Linked DNA regions of Gossypium hirsutum: region 1 is linked to region 2. The links are chromatin contacts, called in public Hi-C maps. All regions are on one chromosome and are shown on one strand. Each heading gives the region's core, a stretch centred on a gene start, on an enhancer-like site or on the middle of the called end of the contact. The rest is flanking DNA. Distances are from core to core; before and after follow the strand shown.

The links. A called contact is a pair of places that touch in the nucleus more often than the background predicts.
Region 1: a Hi-C map of leaf shows a contact between it and region 2, with 2.8 times the contacts expected there. The contact joins the promoter of LOC107929437 here to the promoter of LOC107929449 in region 2. A contact is called at or near these places in 4 of 34 Hi-C or Micro-C datasets (callus and leaf).

The regions. Positions count from the first base shown.
Region 1 is chrA08:110,983,801-110,989,876 of Gossypium_hirsutum_v2.1, reverse strand. It overlaps LOC107929437 (DNA (cytosine-5)-methyltransferase CMT2), which reads left to right and starts at 1,352. Exons shown (of 23, transcript XM_041074411.1): 1 at 1,352-2,209; 2 at 2,810-2,844; 3 at 2,969-3,716; 4 at 4,097-4,131; 5 at 4,267-4,378; 6 at 4,575-4,679; 7 at 4,767-4,886; 8 at 5,056-5,149; 9 at 5,332-5,528; 10 at 5,620-5,685; 11 at 5,775-6,023. The coding sequence starts at 1,760.
Region 2 is chrA08:110,706,960-110,713,259 of Gossypium_hirsutum_v2.1, reverse strand. LOC107929449 (protein LOW PSII ACCUMULATION 3, chloroplastic) reads left to right here and starts at 4,775. Exons shown (of 9, transcript XM_016860877.2): 1 at 4,775-5,009; 2 at 5,240-5,434; 3 at 5,591-5,638; 4 at 5,738-5,777; 5 at 5,858-5,958; 6 at 6,075-6,264. The coding sequence starts at 4,959.

The DNA of each region.
Region 1 (6,076 bases), core at 103-2,602, 280 kb before region 2:
GAAAAGGACAATATTAAGCGGTTACACTAGATAAAACTATAATCAATAGTAAATAGACATATCGCAATCTCTTTTCAACAAGTTTATAACCGAAGCCCGTGGGGATCTAAATAAACGTATCAAAGAGCTACTTGTATCAACACATTTAATCATGTGATCAGCAATACCATTAAGAGTTCTTGGGATATGTCGGATACGAATCTCCCATTTCTGACGCAAAACTTGATGTAACAGCCGCAGTTCCACTAAACTACTACTAGCTCCCCCACTAAACAAAAGTATATGAAACTTTAGTAAGTATATTTGTTATATAAAATTGTTAAATATTTGTATATGTCGTACATATTTCATATATTATTAATTGTGGTTTCCACCTACATCCACATGTGATTAGGGGTGAACAAAACTTAATTCGATTTAAAAAAATTTGAATTTTGAGTTAATTGAATCGAGTTATTTAAATTATTAGAGTAAACTCAAATTAATAATTTGAGTTTCGAGTTTGAATCAAGTTGAATTTTAAAATTTAAATAACTCAAATAATTCAAATAACAAATTGGTCTAAATACCCTTATGGTCCCTGTCAAGTTTTAAAACGAGAAAATTGGTCTCTCTTGACAAAAATTACAAAAAAATTTAAAATAATTTTTAAAATTCAAAATATTTATAAAAATTCCAAAATTTATATTTATTAAAATATTTTAAAAATTCTAGAATAATAATTTTAAGGACCTAAATAAGTAAATTAATGATTCAAGTTTATGATACTAAAATATTTTTTTTATTTTGCTTTGAAAAAAGTTTTTAAATATATATTGTTTCAAATTTATGTGCTATAACATGAAATTAGTTATACTATAACAATATTTTAATTTGACATGTTCAATTTTCTAATTCAACTTGAACAATTTCACTTGATTCGATTCGACTCGAAAAAATTTCAAATAAAGTTAGAATGATAAAATAAGAATCGTTAACTCAATTAACTCAAATTTTTTTTACTCAATTCGGTCAAACATTCACCTCTACATATTATAGGATTTTTAATTATTATTTAAATGACTGATTTAATTGATATCACTCATTAACTAAATTCTAATTCAATTGATGAACTATCAAAAATTATTTTTTTATAAAGTACCAAACATTACTATAAATATATTTTATTCATTTTATATTTTTACCTAAAATCTTAAAAAATTAAAATTAAAATTAATACATCATAGTTTTTTATACTTACCTTCACCATTTCAACAAAATCTTAATTTTTATAAAAAAATTTAAATATTTTTATTATATAATTTTTTTGTCGTAAATATTATATAATTTATTTTTTCTATTTATCATAAATGGCGTAACGTAGTTAAAAATAAATTCGATCATATCTAAAGTGACCAATGCGTGCTTGCTTTTCATAATTGTGCGCTCTGATTGATCTGATAACCCATTCTCAAAACGTACAAGCCTTCAACAGCACAGATTTAAACACATCAATCCCGTAATTTATCTTTTTCAAATAAAAGAAACAACGTTTTTCCTTGTCTGAACTCCCAAAAGCTGGAGTGCAGTGTAGATCGTATGGAGTGAGGAAAAGTGAAGTCAGTTTCTGCACTTATCGATGCAGTGGCCTCCCGCGGTTCCCCTTATGCTCCACCATCACTCCTCCATCCACATTTGAATTTTTTTTGTTTTTCTGTTTGGTTTCAAATATTGTTTTATCTTCGAAATTATCGAAATTGCCTTTTTTTTTGTTGCATTTATGGAGCCAACAGAAAATTCCGACTCTGATTCCAAATCTCAGTCTCTTACTTTGGTCACAACCGGAGACGATAATGTGGAGCAGCCATTGCCTCTAGAGATTTGCGTCCCGGAAGAAATTGCCGCCGGCGCCGATGATAACAAGCTTCTACCGAGAAGATCCCCCAGTATCTTTCAGTTATTTCCAATTCGGAGTGTTTTTTCGAGGAAATCCGATATAGAAACGGTGCTTAAGAGATGCCTGAGAAGGTCCCCCAGAAATTCAGCGTTGGTCGTTAGGGAGAGCGCAAATGTGAGGCCCAAGGCCATTGTGAGTTTAGAAACTGAAGGTTATAAAAGGAAAATTAAGGAAAGTACGACTGTAGAGGGTAAGAATCTTAGAAGGTCGCCAAGATTTACTACCATTTCAGCTGCCGCTGAAAATAAAAAAGTCCTCTCTCTTTCCTCGAAGGTAACGCCGTTGCTTTTTTGTTTTTCCACTAACTTTAGAATTTAATTTTCCGTCGAGATTTTCTAAATTTATTCTGAAAATAAAGAAGAAATATATTTAACACATTGGGCTGTAAATTACGGTAAGCTAGGAGGTCTGCCATAGTTGTTGCCTTAAGGGATTATGCGTCCAGTCTCCTTTGGTTGGGTTCGGTAAACAGGCACTAGATATTTCGGCGTAGTAAGTTTAGCAGCTAGGTGTGTTGGCCCCTATTCATCGAGCTAAAGCAGTAGTCTTTTTTTTTTCCCCGGTAATCAAATCTTCCTCTATATTTTTTGGAAGGATTTCTCTATTTTTATATTATCTAAGAAGACGGTTTCAGTTGTAATTAAGGCTTTAATTGTAGTTCTATTTCGGTCAACGTAAATTAAAAAATAATACATGTAAACGTGGGTCACATTTATGGCTTCTTAATTCGTCTAATAAATGGCTTTGATTTTCTGCTGCTATATTTCTTGTGGTTTTTTTTTCAAATGCTTTACAAGTCAAAGATGAGGCTTTTTTAGAGGTATGCAACTTACCTGTTTCATTTGTGTGGATTCTTGTTTATGGGTTATGCAGAGTCGAAGCTCAAAAAGTCAACGGTTCAAGTTAAAGTGAGTAGCAATTGCTAATTTCTTTCATTGTTGCATTTTAGTAATATATTGCAGACATGGTCAACCTTGCTCTACATTGTGTGTTCCTGATCTTTCTTTTTATGCTATTTTTTTGTGTCGGTAGAAATAAAGGGGCAAAAATCATGAATATTGAAAGAACCAATGGAATGGGGTTGAGGAGATCTCCACGATTGACTTCGGCCCCACCTGAAACCAAAGGTCGCTCATCAAAAACTATTTTTAAATCCTCTGACAAAGGTTCCTACTCTGAAACAAGATCTTCTGGAAAGTTGAACGGCAAGCGATTATGTCTCTCAAAGACCGAGGAAGCGGATAAAGGAACTTTTCCTTTAAGGCGTAATGAGACAAACTTAAGGCTTATTATTGAAAGGCAGTTAAGAAGATCTCTGAAATTTAGCCAGGCTACTAAAAATGGTAGCAGTGATATCCCTGTTAGAAGATTGGATATGGATGAAGTGGTCTTTTCTGAAGAGAAGCTCTTGGGAATTTCTCCCAGTTCCATGCACGCAACAGAAAATGGCGGCAGTAATGCATCTTTTAGAGAACATAGGAGGGAAATTTCTGATGAAAAGCAGTTTTCTACATTATTGGCTGAAGGTGATAGTGCCGAAGTAAACTCTTCTTCCAATAGATTATCCAATTCATGTGATGAACAGCCTTCCAAGAAATTTAAGATCTCATCAGCAGAATCAGATATTGGAACCTCAGATGAAACATTCTCAAAGAAAGCCAAGGGCTCGTCTCTTTCAGGAAAGAAGAAGAGCCAATCCAAGACTGATGTTATATTTATAGGCAATCCAATCCCGGATGACAAAGCTCAAGAAAGGTGGCGTTGGCGATATGAAATGAAGGTGGTTGATATGAACTACACTGTCAAATGCTATTTCTTTGATTGATTAGGCTGATTGAAGCAGTGACCATAAGTTTTTACTTTATTTTGCCTCTCTTTCCTTTTCTGTCCATTCTGATATCCCTTTATCTTGTTTGAGCATTATCTGGCATGCATTAAAGCATCTTCAGTATTCAACATTGATACATCGGTAAGTAACTATGCATCTAGCTTTTGCTCCTTTGGAGTCTGGACTATAGTGCATGTAGTTTGCTGCTATAGTGTTCATAAGCACTTAGTTTTAATTTTTAAAGAGAATGGTTTGGGGATGAGCTGGAATAATAGTAATTTGAGCGCACTAGTATTTTTCAATGCTGATTGTGAATATCTTGTACTTTGCAGAATGCAAAATCTAACAGAAAACTCATCTCATCGGAGTAAGTAACCTCTTATGAGCTCTGCCTGCTTAGTGGTTTAGTTATCTTGATTTAGCTTTTATCTCAAAATTGCTATTAACCTTTTTATCTTCATATTCTTTCTTGGGCTCATAACCCCTGTTCCTATTGTGATAGTGATGATGATGATGATGATGAAGACAAGGTAGTTTGGAATGTGGAATGCCATTATGCTCAAGCTGAAATTGATGGATGTACCATAAATCTTGGTGATTGTGTTTATATTAAGGTAAATATGATCAACACATGGTATGTTTTAAAATTTGTATATATACATTTAGGTTCTCTTAATTAATGTTGAGCAAATCAAGTTTACGTGGTCTCTCATCTAATCCTTTTCTTCTTGTCTGCCTATGGCACTTCTAAATTTCAATAATATGGCAATTGAAGCAAGCAAATTCTCATGGGATAAAAATTTTTTGCAGGGTGAAGAAGCAAAACACCACATTGGCAAGATATTAGAATTTTTTAAAACAACAGATGGAGAAAATTATTTTAGAGTCCAGTGGTTTTATAGAGCTGAAGATACAGTAAGTACAGAAATTAAGATTTCTTTTAGATCATGCACTATTTCTTATCCTGACCTTTGTTGCTTCTGTTCTGCACATCATGCAAAGGTTATGAAACAAGAGGCTGCTTTTCATGATGAAAGACGTCTATTTTATTCAACTGTAATGAATGATAATCCCATAGATTGCATTATTTCAAAAGTTAGTGTTACTCAAATATCACCTAAGGTAAGCTTCTTGTGATCTTAATTTACTCCTGTTTTTGGCCTTTTTACTATTCTAACTGTTTATGAATAGCTTTTATATATGTATTTTTTTATATTTTGTCTACTTCATTTGATATTCTCAGAACTCTGTTGTTGGAAAATTTGAATTTATGTATTCTAACTTGTTGCAGTTAGGTTTAAAATCAAATTCTCTTCCCCGATCTGATTTCTATTTTGACATGGAGTATTGTGTGGATTATTCAACATTCCGCAACTTGCCACCAGGTAAGCTTCTTTTTGTGCTGAGAATGGAGTTTAACTGCTGTATTAACTCTATTTGTGTTCCCTAAGAGAGGAGAGGGATGGTGATCATGGAAACTTAACCTGGTAAGTGAAAGGTTAAATATTCTGATAAATTAATAATAGTGCTAATATATCTGTCTTTATACATATAAATATATATTCAGATAATTCTTTCAAGAGCTACAGTTCCTCAAATTGCTGCAAGGAAGTTTTCCCTTCGACTCCTGCCTTTTCAGCTAATATTCCTAGTTTTGGAACTTACCAGGCAGCACTCACACTACTAGATCTTTACTCTGGTTGTGGCGGAATGTCAACTGGTTTATGCCTTGGTGCAAAAGCATCTTCCATTGATCTAGTGACGGTATTTTCCTCCAATCAATGATAACCTCATATTTCATGATTCATTCAACAAAAAGATTATCAAATTTTATATCTTACATTCTGCATTTTAGAAATGGGCAGTTGACAGTGATAAGTCAGCAAGTAAAAGCTTGAAATTAAATCATCCAGAGGCACATGTGAGTGTCATTGCCTTACAACTTCCATTTGGCATGCCCCAAAACCTTTAGAGGTAGATAATGCGATGTTTTTGCTTTCACTTGTATAGGTCAGGAATGAAGCTGCTGATGACTTTCTTCGACTACTGAAGGAATGGGAAAAGCTTTGCAAACGATATGTTGTTGACAATTTAGAAAGAACATATCCGTCAAGATCCAGAGCCTCAGAAGCAGTCATGAAGAATGCAAGCCCTGCAAAAGATGCTGATGCCTCTGCTGATGAGCTCGAGGTCTCTGGTCTTGTTGATGTTTGTTATGGTGATCCTTGCAACACAGGCAACCGTGGACTAAAGTTTAAGGTGGTCTATTTCATCTATACGATGTGATGGTAGTTCCTTTCATGCCTTTTGTG
Region 2 (6,300 bases), core at 3,526-6,025:
ACTACCCCTCCTCTTTTCACCTATAAATAAGACCTCATTTGATCCCTCATCATTCTCTCTTTTCTCTCAATTCTCTTTAGCATTTTCCATTCCCCACACTTAGCATCATCTCTTCATAGAGATTTTAGCAATTAAGCCTCTTAAAGAGCCTTTGGTCAGCCACCTTGGAGAGCCATCAGCAAAGGAGCAAAGCGAAGGAGTGAAGGAGCTTCGTCGGTCAGAGTCTTGGGTGACAGCCACTCTAATTTGGGTTTAATCTTTCTTTTCTTTAATTTAATCTAAAAATGTTTGCTATGTGTTCTTTGTTCTTGTTTACAACAATGTTAGCTTAATTTTATTTAAGCTAAGATGATTTCTTTGATTAAATAATAATTATTTTATTCATGCTTTTAATGTTTGTGCCTCAATCGATCATGTTTTCAATTAAAACCAAGTCTATATTTCGTTCATACATGATTGAAAAGCACCTAAATTAGCTGAGCGATCCTAACTAGATGACTGCTAGTGGGTACATAATTGAAATGTGCATGCTCAATTTAGATCCTAACCCGATTAAATTACAGGTTGCATAACAACTCTAACCAAGCTCTATTATCTGCATAGTTTTTAGATTTGTGTGATTAAACTGTTTCAAACCTAACAAGTCCCTATTACCTCACATTAATGCTAAGAAACCCTTAGTAAATAAAGATTAGTAAAATGCATATTTTTAAGTAAAGGATTTCGAAAGGACCTAATGTGGTTTCCGAACTCATGAAAGATCGAGTTGTCATGGAATGTGTTTCCAATGTTATTAAGCATGTTGATAATAAATTGAGTTTAATTAAAGTAATTGTCCTAGTTTATTTATGTTATAATTGTTGCAAATTGTGTTTAATTTTACTAGAATCTATTTCGTTCATATAGTTTGCATACTTAGGATAATTTGCATTAGGGATCATTGCATTTAGTTTAATATATTTTAATCATCACTTTTCAACCATATTGTGTTTTTATTTACCAAGTTGTTAAGGACAATTTTACAATTAAGTGATTTAACACAAATACAATCCCTATAGAGACGATAACTCGATACTTACTTATTACTTGATAACGACTGTGTACACTTGCACAAACCTACGCGTTACAGTCACTGAATAAGCACAAAGCAAGACTTGTTGTGAAGGGGTAAACCAACAATATGGTGTTTACTTTTCAAAAACCTTTGCACCAGTTGCAACGTTAGACACTATAAGGCTTTTATTTGCCTTGGCTACTCAAAAGCAATGGAAAGTATAGCAATTAGATGTTAATCTACTTTTTTGAATGGTTTTCTCAAGGAGGAAGTTTTCATTGAACACCCAAAAGGGTTCAAAGTGATTGGTGAAGAGCAAAAAGTTTACAAGCTCATGACGGCCTTGTATAGCCTAAAACAGGCTCCAAGGGCCCGGTATGACAGAATCGATGCCTATTTGACAAGGCTTGGGTTTGAAAAGAGCATAAGTGAGCCTACTCTTTATGTAAAGAAATCTGAGAATGAGAACTTGCTGATTGTGTCATTGTATGTGGATGATTTGCTAGTAACTGGTTGCAGAAAGGAGTTAATAGATGAGTTTAAGAAGCAGATGCAAGATATGTTTGAGATGACTAACTTAGGGGAGATGACTTACTTTCTTGGCATGGAGATAAATCAAACTCAACATGCCACCTTTATAGGTCAGCAAGCATTTGCTTTGAAAATTTTGAACAAAATGTGCATAACAAATTGCAAACCTGCTAACACTCTAGTGGCACAAGGTGAGAAACTCTCCAACAAAAATGATCATGAAAAGGTGGATGAGAAAGGGTGTGGAAGTCTTGTAGGTTGCCTACTCTACTTGACAACTATAAGGCCTGACATTATGTTTGCGGTCAACCTTTTATCTAGGTTCATGCACTGTTGTAATGTTTCTCATTTCAAAGCAGCTAAGAGGGTCCTAAGATATGTCAAAGAAACTCGTAACTTTTGGGTAAATTTTGTGAGAACTGAAGAACTCAAGCTGTTGAGATACTTAGATAGTGACTGGGCAGGCTCTATTGATGATATGAATAGCACATCGAGTTATTTTTTCACTTTAGGCTCAGGATTCTTTTGTTGGAGTTCAAAGAAGCAACAAATTGTGGCTCAAACAACAGCAAAAGCAGAGTATATTGTAGCTGCTACAGCTATTAATCAGGCCATTTGGCTAAGAAAGCTTTTATGTGATTTGAATGAGAGCCAAGATGAACCAACTAAAATCAAAGTGGATAATCAGCCAGTTGTTGCCATAGCAAAAAATCATGTGTTTCATGGAAAAACGAAACACTTTAAAATCATATATCACTTTGTTAGGGAAGCTGAGCAATCAAAGGAAGTCAAATTGATCCATCGCAAATCAGAAGATCAGTTTGCTGACATTTTAACCAAGCCTTTTAGGACTGCAAGGTTCGAGAATTTGAGAAGAAATATTGGTGTTTGCTGCATAGAAGCCAAAGAGGAGTGTTGGACAATGGCTAGCAATGCAGCAGCAAAGATGTTTTAAAGCTTTGCCATATCAACTATTTTGTTTCTTGTTTACAACTAGTCTAATTCACTTTGTAATCAGTTTTGTTGATGCACAAAGACTACTTAGCTTATTAGTTTGATAATGTACTAATGTTTAGGTGTTGATTTTATCTGATAAGTTAGTTCAATGATGTTAGTGAGAGTAGTTATGTATTTGATAACTATTTGTAACTTAAGGACACTGCTTTAATAAAAATCAGTAATAGAGATCATTTGATCATCTTCTTTAGTTTCTTTTCTTTCATTTTTCCTTTCTTTTGTTGTTGATAACCTCAATAGAACTCAACAATCTAAGATGGAGGGTCTTACTGATTCTTCCAAATTAATTGGTTCTTATAGAACCATAAACTCCACAAGACCACCAGAATATGGTTCCACTACAGACAATCAGCAAATGAAAAAACAGAGGCAATGAAATCCTTCACTGACATCTTATACAATTGTTTTTAGTGATACACACTTTCTCTTTCAATCGGCCTTTGCAAGATATAAAATTGCGAACACACGTTCACAAGAAATCCTTCACCTTTGGTGGTACCTTAGCATTCCAAATCGTTTGCCAAGGAAAATCCACAACATGTCAAACCGCAATAGCATAACAAGACTTAACATCAAACACCCCATTCTTACTATAGTGCCAAATTTGTTGATCATGTTGGCCATAAAGACTGATCCTAGGCGCATCATAAGGCTATAAAAAACCTTCAACAAGGGTAACATTCCAAGCTTTAACATTCTTCATGAGCAAATCACTAACTCGTAAACATTCCATATCCGATAAAGGCTCTGAATCATTAAAAAAATTTATTGTCATGGGAATCTATGAAATGTCGCCCATCACCCAATCTCCATCATACTCTTTTAAAAAGCAGATGCTTTGTAATAAAAAAAATACTCCTCCATATAAATAAAGGATTATTCAAGGAAATCACAATGTCGAAAATATTTACCTTTCAAAATTCTACAGAAAATATCATCATATTATTTTTATTATAATTATATTTAAAAATAAATTATATATTATATAATTTTTGACTCACTAATAATAATTATGGAACGTTGCCTTTTTTATTATGAGTTTTTTTATTTTTTTTATTTAATTATTTTTATATTATGATCATATCACATATTCATATTACGGATAACATTATCGACTCTAATTCACCACATCTAGATAACTGATAAATTATTAGTGAATTATATTAAAATTCCTCAATGATAAATTAATTAATTAATTTAAATATTATTAAATCTAAATGCAACTATTATCTTCTAAAATGTTATTTTGAATATTTTCGCAATGAAATGGAGGCATTAATTATTCAATTATTCAATTATTAGCGTATTTCTATTTTGGTCATTGAACTACAAAAATCTTCAATTTTGTCATTAACAATATATTTTGTTTCTCTTTTAATCACATTCCATTAAATTGTTAATGGAAATGGTGAGGTGACCCTTTTTTTTACTTAATATAATAACATATTTAGTCTTCAACATTTGCTTATTCTATTAAATTAACTTTAATTTTAAATAATTCAATAAATTTAACTAACAATTTAATTCTCAAACATTTATAAATTTAACCCTTAACCTTTAAAAAAGGGATAATGTACACCCAAAGTCACTAAACTATTAGTAAATTTACATTTTTATCACTCAACTTTAAAAAGTTACAAAATGATTACTAAACTATTAGAAAGTCTTCATTTAAGTCGTTGGGCTGTTAAAATTACTAATGTATGGTCTTTTCTGTTTGCGTCGCTTGCACCAATCGAAAACTCCCATTTCCCTTTTCTTCTACAATTTGTTTTTTTTTTCATGAAACAGTTTTGAACATCACGAATCTGCGAACCAAAACCCAAATAGTTTTCTTTTTCAATCTCTAACATTGACCATCAGATCAATTTGAATCTAAGATATGTTCTTTTACTCATCGATGGATATTGATCCATTGTACCAATCGTCGAACCTTTGCTTGGAGCTCACTAACTAGATTTAAAAAGAAAAAGAAAAAAAAGAAACTTAACAGCTTAATGACTTAATAACTTAAATAAAAACTTTCAAATAGTTCAATGACTTAAATGAAAACTTTCCAATAATCATTTTGTAATTTTTTAAAATTGAGTGACTAAAACGTTAATTAGCTAATAGTTTAATTACCTTGGGTGTAGTTTGACCTTAAAAAAACAAATTAAATAAACTTTAAACGTATTTCATTCTAAGGATAAGTGCTTGCATTAAAAGAGGATAATGCAGGAAGTAGAAAAACAATACTGAGTGGTGCACAACACGGCACATCATACAGAATGCAGTGTGGCGATGAGAAAATAAACTAGAATATTGTTCATCTAACAACGAACATAACGGTCTTTGTAGTTCGAAACCAAAAGAGATGCTGCTATCCAATCCCGGTTTTGCAGTGTCTTCAACCCCACATCGGATGGTAAACGACTCGCTTCTTCATCTCTTTTTTTATGTTTCTTCGAATATTAATGTTCAATGCCCCCACACCACTCGAATTAACTCACTACCTATGAAAAGCTGTAACACTCTCTTTGATTGGTTATTGATTTAGAGAAATATCCCATTTCTTGATGCATATAGATGAATACCTCTGAAATCATGTGGACTTTTTTGCGTAATGTTTAATTAGTTTGTACCACCAAATTGTAGGTTTTTCAGTCCAGAAGCCATTGGACTGAAGCAGAAGCCAACACAAATGCGGTTATAAAAGGGAAAATTGGTTTGCACCAAATAGTAGGTTCTTCAAGGAATCTCAAGTTTATAAGTCGTTCAGTTTCTGAGGGGGAAGCCTTGACTGAATATGATACTCCATTCCCCAATGATTACATTGACCTTCTTAAACAAGTAAGCCTTGGGTATCTTATTTTAATGCTGCATCTTACGTATATATATATATATATATATATACTAATCTGTCATGCAATTTCTAAGATAATTTCTTGCAACTATCGCTGCTGTAAAATCTTATTATTCCTTTGGACAATGTCTGTCAAATAACAGGCAAAAAGGGCAACAGAATTGGCTTTGAAGGATGGCAAACAGTTGATGGTGAGATAGATAGCACTGTGTAATAATTGAAGAGTTTAAAGGCAAATTACATGGTTCAGTCTCAATATATAGTTCGTGACATACAAATATCTATTGCAGGAGATTGAATTCCCAACAGCTGGACTTGGATCTGTACCAGGTTCTTCTCTCCCCTTCTCATGTGTCTTTTCTCTTTTATTTTTGAACTTATATATATCATAAGTTAACTACACATACAAGGTGACGGTGAAGGAGGAAATGAAATGACTGGAAGTATGCAGTTGATTCGTGAATTTTGTGACATTTTGGTAGCTCCAGAGAAAGTTACACGAACCAGAATAGTAAGTGCCAATAGCAAAGTGTATTTAATGTGAAGAGGGAGGCACCAACAACTGTAAGGCCTAAGCTTATTGCTTATATAATTCATAATAATTTATGTCTGCTGTTAAGTTTTCAGTTTTTCCCAGAGGCAAACGAAGTTAAATTTGCAAGACAAGTGTTTGAAGGAGTTTCGTTCAAATTAGACTATCTAACAAAACCATCCTTCTTCGAGGATTTCGGTTTTGGTGAGAAAGTGAAAATGGCAGACAGGGTAAAGCCAGAGGATGAACTGTTCCTTGTTGGTTATCCTTATTTTAACGTCAATGGTAGCTTATCGAACACCCTGAATTCTTTTCGATGTG